Linked DNA regions of Pan troglodytes: region 2 is linked to region 1. A link is a contact called in public HiChIP or PLAC-seq data. All regions are on one chromosome and are shown on one strand. The core of a region is the stretch at or near the end of the contact, and the rest is flanking DNA. Distances in the headings are between cores, read along the strand shown. Region 1 holds the start of SIPA1L3 (signal induced proliferation associated 1 like 3). Region 2 holds the start of DPF1 (double PHD fingers 1).

What was found. HiChIP or PLAC-seq counts read pairs in DNA pulled down with a chosen protein or histone mark.
Region 2: a contact with region 1 is called in an H3K4me3 HiChIP or PLAC-seq map of stem cell-derived excitatory neurons, with 10 times the contacts expected there. The contact joins the promoter of DPF1 here to the promoter of SIPA1L3 in region 1. A contact is called at or near these places in 2 of 7 Hi-C or Micro-C datasets (a lymphoblastoid cell line and stem cell-derived neural progenitor cells) and 1 of 1 datasets of contacts at active chromatin or transcription factors (stem cell-derived excitatory neurons).

The regions. Positions count from the first base shown.
Region 1 is chr20:41,036,805-41,039,898 of NHGRI_mPanTro3-v2.0_pri, reverse strand. It overlaps SIPA1L3 (signal induced proliferation associated 1 like 3), which reads right to left and starts at 1,306. Exons shown (of 22, transcript XM_024351291.3): 1 at 739-1,306. WDR87 (WD repeat domain 87) reads left to right here and starts at 1,397. Exons shown (of 6, transcript XM_054673401.2): 1 at 1,397-1,571.
Region 2 is chr20:41,350,645-41,353,565 of NHGRI_mPanTro3-v2.0_pri, reverse strand. It overlaps DPF1 (double PHD fingers 1), which reads left to right and starts at 1,356. Exons shown (of 12, transcript XM_016935836.2): 1 at 1,356-1,493. The coding sequence starts at 1,462.

The DNA.
Region 1 (3,094 bases), core at 57-2,556:
GAGCTAAGCACTTTACACATGGTATTCTCACTGCATCCTGAAAACAACTCGACGAAGTGGTTGCTATTTAAATCCCCATTTTATAGATAGGGAAACCAAGGCACAGAGAGGTGAAGCCAGTTGCCCAAAGTCACACAACTGGTAAATGTTCAAATTTGAACCTGGGGTCTCTCTGCCTTCCAAACCAACGCTCTTAACAAAATAATCTCGGTTAACAGCAGCTAGCCTGCATTGGGTGCTAACTAAGGACTCACCTCTTTACATGCACACGCTCAACTAATCCTCACCCTATGCAATCGATAACATCTTCACCTCATTTTTCGGAGAGCTAACAATAACCCAAATACGTAGTAAGTGCCTCCTATGTGCCAAATGTTTTATTATATTATCTCAACAGAGTCTCCGCCAAGATGCTCTCCTACTCCGTTTTACTGCAGGGGAAATTGAGGTTCGGCGCGGTTTCCCCAGATCGCGGCTCCCGAGTGGCACAGCCGGGACGCGAATCCACCGCTCCCCGCCTCCAAGCTCTTCACCACAGCGCCGGGGTGCACGCCTGGAAAGTTGAGCCATGCGGGCACGAGTCCGGCTGGGTCCGGAGGGCGCGAGTCCCGGCGCCGCCGCCCCCCACGGCCAGTACCCACACCCGGCCGTCCGCCCGCGCTGACCCTCGGGGTCCGGGCAGCCACCGATTCCCCGCCACCCTTGCGCGAGGCCGATCCTGCACCCGGAGCCACGTACCTGGACGCCCCGGCTGCCCGCCTCGCGGGCCCCACGATCGCGGCGTCCAGCTCCGCGCCGCTCGCTGGAGACGCCGCCAGCTCCGGTGGCCCGAGTGACTTCCAGGCTGCCCACTTCCAAGCCGCTTCGCGCGAGTCCTCCTGGGAACTGTAGTTTCGCCCTAGCCGGCCGCGAACTCAAAAGAGAATAGCGCGCGGGGGCTGCCGGGAGCCGTAGGCGCACCGCCGCGCTGCCTCCTAGGAACGGTAGTCCGCTGGTCGCCTTCGTGCAGCTCCAGTCTCTAGAGCACTTCCGCAGCCCCGAGGGGCGTGAGGGAGGGAGGTGTGTCTCCTGCAGACTACAGCTCGAGAGCCGCGCTCTTCGCCCCGCCGGGGCGGTTTCTCCTTTCTTCTGGCCCCGTCTACCTCCTCCCTTCATTCGGCGGAACCTCTCCCTCACTCTCTGCCAGGCTCGAGTCACTCACCCCTAGGACGCTAGCCCGGGGGAAACGGGGGAAGCGGAGCAGTGCGCTAGACCCCCAGCGGAGGGGGCGGTGGAAGAGGGCGTAGATGCACGCCCGCGCACGCGCGGTCGTCGGCAGACCCCGGCCTAAATTGCCGCGGGCCCCCGCGGAGAGGATTTTTTTTTTTCTTTCGAGAGCGCGCGCCCATGCGCACGCGCGTTCAGACCCCTGGCCTCGGGAAGTCCGCCGGCTGCGGGGTTGGGGGCCAACCGTTCTGTGGGCGGAGTCCTCTCGCAGCATCCGCCAGGTAGCTTCTTAGTTGCTGCCCCTAGCTCTAGGAGCTCCTGAGTGCACACGCCGTACCCGTCCCTTGTCGGGAATCCTGTCGCAGGTAACAGGCGCAGCCGATGCTTTGAGATAGAGACGCCCTGCCTTCCCTGCCACGTGCAGGAGGCCCGAGGGTGAGGGGCCCCAGGTGTAGTCGCCTCTCCCCGGCGTAGGCGGCTCCAGAGCTCTGCCTTCGACGGGAGCCACAAGACCCGGGGGCTGCCTAGGGGCCTTGTTATCTTGCATTCTTTTGTTGATCGCACATTCCTGAGGGTAACTAGTGTTTGTAGAGTACCTACACCTTGGGAAATTTTGTCCAAATTTAATCCACCTGGTGACATAACCAAGCAGCGGAATACCCCGCAACACACACTCCTTTTTTAATGTATATTGCCACTCCTCCATAAGAGTTACCGAGGGAATTGACTGGAATTGCAAGGTCCTCTGGTGGAGAAGCCGGAGTCAATACCCTTTCCGCCTCAGCCTGCCTTCTAGGAAGATGTTCACTAGCACTTGAAGCTGGGAAGCATATGTTTCTTCCTGGGAGACCACATTTTTCCACTCATTCAACAAAAATGGATTAACCACCTATTCCATGTCAGGTTGGGTGATTATGGAGACACAAGAGAAATCCAGACAGACTGGAGTCCTACCTTCAGGGAGTTTTCAGTCCAGTAGGGATATCAGGCCACCACCAGACTACAACAATGTAGAGCAATACTAGCTAAGAGAAATACACCCTGCACTTTGAGCCACCGAGGCAGGAGGATCACTTAAGGCCAGGAGTTGGAGACTGGCCGGGTAACATAGCAAGACCCTATCTCTACTAAAACTAAAAAACTAGCTAGGCGTGGTGGCATGTGGCCATAGTCCCAGCTATTCAAGAGGCTGAGTATCGCTTAAGCCCAGGAGTTTGAGACTGCAGTGAACCATGATAGCATCACTGCCCTCCAGCTTGGGCGACAAAGCAGAACCCTGTCTCTTTAAAAAAAAAAAAAATTATATATGTGTGTGTTTTTATGTGTAATGCAAGCCACATATGCAATTTTAATTTTGACATAAACAGGTAAAATTCATTTTATTTATCATTATTATTTACTTACTTTTTTTTTCTTGCTATGTTGCCCAGGCTGGTATTGAACTCCTGGCCTCAAGACATGTTCCTACCTCAGCCTCGCAAAGTGCTGGGATTATAGGCGTGAGCCATCTCACCCAGCTATGAAATTAATTTTAATATTTTATTTAACCCAAATATATCCAAAATATTATTCCAAGTTAGGTTAATGGAAAAATGTTTTCATTGCTTCAGTTCTACATTTTTTTTTTTTTTTGGAGATGGAGTCCCACTCTGTCGCCAGGCTGGAGTGCAGTGGCGCCACCTCGGCTCCCTGCAACCTCTGACTCCCTGGTTCAAGTGATTCTCCTACCTCAGCCTCCCAAGTAGCTGGGATTACAGGCAGGCGCCATCACACCCAGCTAATTTTTGTATTTTTAGTACAGACTGGGTTTCACCATGTTAGCCAGGATGGTCTCGATCTCCTGACGTGATCTGCCAGCCTCGGCCTCCCAAAGTGCTGGGATTACAGG
Region 2 (2,921 bases), core at 107-2,606, 310 kb before region 1:
TTTTTAAAATTATTTTTTATTTGCTTCTTTTTTCTTTCTGGAATCTGTGTTCTGCTGAATCTATTTTATTTTCTTCTTTTCTTTCTTTTTCTTTCTTTCTCTTGCTTGCTTGCTTGCTTTCTTACTTTTGACGGAGACTCTCTCTGTTGTCCAGGCTGGAGCTCACTACTGCCTCCAACTTTCAGGCTCAAGTGATCTTCTTGCCTCAGCCTCCTGAGTAGCTGAGACTCCAGACATGCATCACCACACCCAGATAATTTTAAAACTTTTTGCAGAGATGGGATCTCACTATGTTGCCCAGGCTGGTCTTGTGCTATGGGGCTCAAGCAATCCTCCTGCCTCAGGCTCCCAAAGTGCTGGGATTATAAGTGTGTGCCTGGACTCTTCTCTTTTTCTTTTTCTTTCTTTCTCTCTCTCTCTTTTTTTTTTTTTTTTTTTTTTGAGACAGGGTCTCGCTCTGTCACCCAGGCTGGAATGCAGTGGTACAATCTCGGCTCACTGCAATCTCTGCCTCCCAGGCTCAAGTGATCCTCCCACCTCAGCTTCCTGAGTAGCTGGGACTACAGGCATGCACCACCACACCCAGCTAATTTTTTGTATTTTGGGTAGAGACGGGGTTTCGCCATGTTGCCCATGTTGGTCTTGAACTCCTAAGCTCAGATGATCCACCTGCCTTGGCCTCCCAAAGTGATGGGATTACAGGCCTCCCAAAGTGATGAGCAACCACGACTGGCCCCATTTTCTTTTCTTTATAGCACCTTTCACTGTCTGAAATGATTTTATCTATTTATTTTCTTATTATCTGTCTTTCTCCACTAGAATGTCAGCTCCTTGAGAGCGGCAACTTTGTTTTGGTCATTGCTGTATCCCCAGTGCCTAGAAGAGTTCCTGGAACACAGCAGGCACTCAGTAAATGAACAAAGGCACTGATTAACCCCTGCGCTTGTTCACAGGCTGTCCGACATAGAAGAGACACCCAAATAGGCCTAGACAAGAATACACGACAGACCCTAGGGTCATCCACATACCCTGGGGACATCTAGAAGCTAGGGACCACCTGCTTCCGCGCCCGCGGTGCCTGGAGGGTGGAGATCCCGAGTTGGAGACCGAGCACTCCCAGGGAGGGAGGAAAGATGCTCTGGGGGGAGACCCGCCCCTCCCTGTATCCCCAGCAGCCAATGGGAGCGCGGTCCTCCTGACGCCCCCTGGGACGTGTAGTCCGGGCAGGGGCGCCCTCGGGCGCCGCCGCGCGCCCCTAGACTCCACGTCCCGTCGTGCGCTGGGAGGCGCGGGGATTGGCTGAGCCCCGCCCCCGGCCCGCCCCGCTCCGCTCGCGCCGCAGCCCCAAGAATGAATGAAATCGTAGCGCGCTGGGCGGCAGAGCGGGCGGCGCAGGCCGGGCTGGGCCCGCGCGCGGCGGCAGCGGCGCCCCGGGCCGGAGGCGGCCCAGCCGAGCGGGCCATGGCCACCGCCATTCAGAACCCGCTCAAGTCGTGAGTGTCCCTGCCGTCCCCGCCCCCTGTCCAGACCCCCCCACCAGGAGCCCTTCCCCCGCCCGCCCTGGGGCTGAGGAGGGGGACGCAGCGCGCGGACCGTAGTTGAATGGGGGCCCCCAGCGCGAACCCTTGCCCCGGGGGCCCCTACCCCCTGTCGCCCCCTGGGGTTGGGGGCGGGAGCCCCTCCAGGGTCGCGGGGGCGCCTCTTCTTTGTCGCTGTCAGTGAAGGAATGCGGCGCGGGCTGGGGGTGGCGGAGGCCGTTTCCCCACCCAGAGTGGGGGTAGGGGTTTCCCTCTCCTCCATCTCTCCCTCAGGGTCTCCGGAGGTGCCGGGCCTGCCCCGGCCGGGGCTGAAAGCTCGAACACCTAAGTCCGGACCTCGGTCTCCAGGGTTTCCATCACCCGCTCTCCGCTCATCAAAGCGCCTTTCTCTCTTTCCCCTTCTTTCTCTGAGGACCCCGGCCCTCGCGGCCGCAGGGTGGGAGCTGAGACGTCGGGGGTCCCCAGTTCCATCCCCGCTGCCTCCCCTTTTTCCTCCCGGGATCCCGGGAACTAGAAGCCCCGAACCCGCCGTCAGTCTGGACCGCGGCATCCCTCCCTCTCCCCGCGCATACACATCAAACGGGAGCATCTCTGATCCCTTTGGGGACCGGCTGCCCAGGAGGGGGTGCCGGGAGCGCCCTCGGTCTCCGGGGATTCCCTCCCTTTCTCCCTGGCCGCGGCCCTCCGAGCGTTCGCCTCTTCCCGGGCCCGGTGGCTGGGAATCCGGAAGCCTGGGTCCGAGCCTGGCCCCTCCTGACCCTCTCCTCTCCTTGCCATCCCTCGCGCTCTCCACCCCTCCCCTTCCCCCTCTCCATCTCGCTCTTGCTTCCTCTTCGGGATCCCGGACTCCGGGTCCCAGCGCTCCCCACCCCCCGTTCCCAGGCGGTGACAGCGGGCTCCAAGTGACAGGCACTCGGCCGCTCCCGCCCTCCCTCCCCGCAGGCGAGCGAGGCGCTCCCCTCCCCCTCCTCCCGGGCCTGGTGGAGGAGGCGGAGGGCGAGTGCCCGCGGCGTCGCACAAAGGGGCCGGGGCGACCTCCCCCACCCTTCCCCCAACCCCGTGCGCTGGCTGCCTTGACCTTGAACATCGAGGGCTGGGGGCGGGGGTGGGGGGTGGGGGGAGAGAGGGAGAGAGGGAGCGCCCCCCCACCCCACCCACGAGAAGGGATGCGCCTGCTGGCTGGACCAGAGGCCGCCAGTTGCTTCTGGTTTCTGGCGGGAATGGGGGTGGGAGGTGGAGGGTGGGAGTTGGGAGAGGAAGGGGGGCAGGGACTTAGAGGCAAGCGCCTACACGTGTGGCTTCGTCGTGAGCAGGGTGCCGGGAGCGGGTGTGTGGGGCTCGGGTCCGTGTGAGGTGGTGTATGATGGTGACACCCCTCTGCTG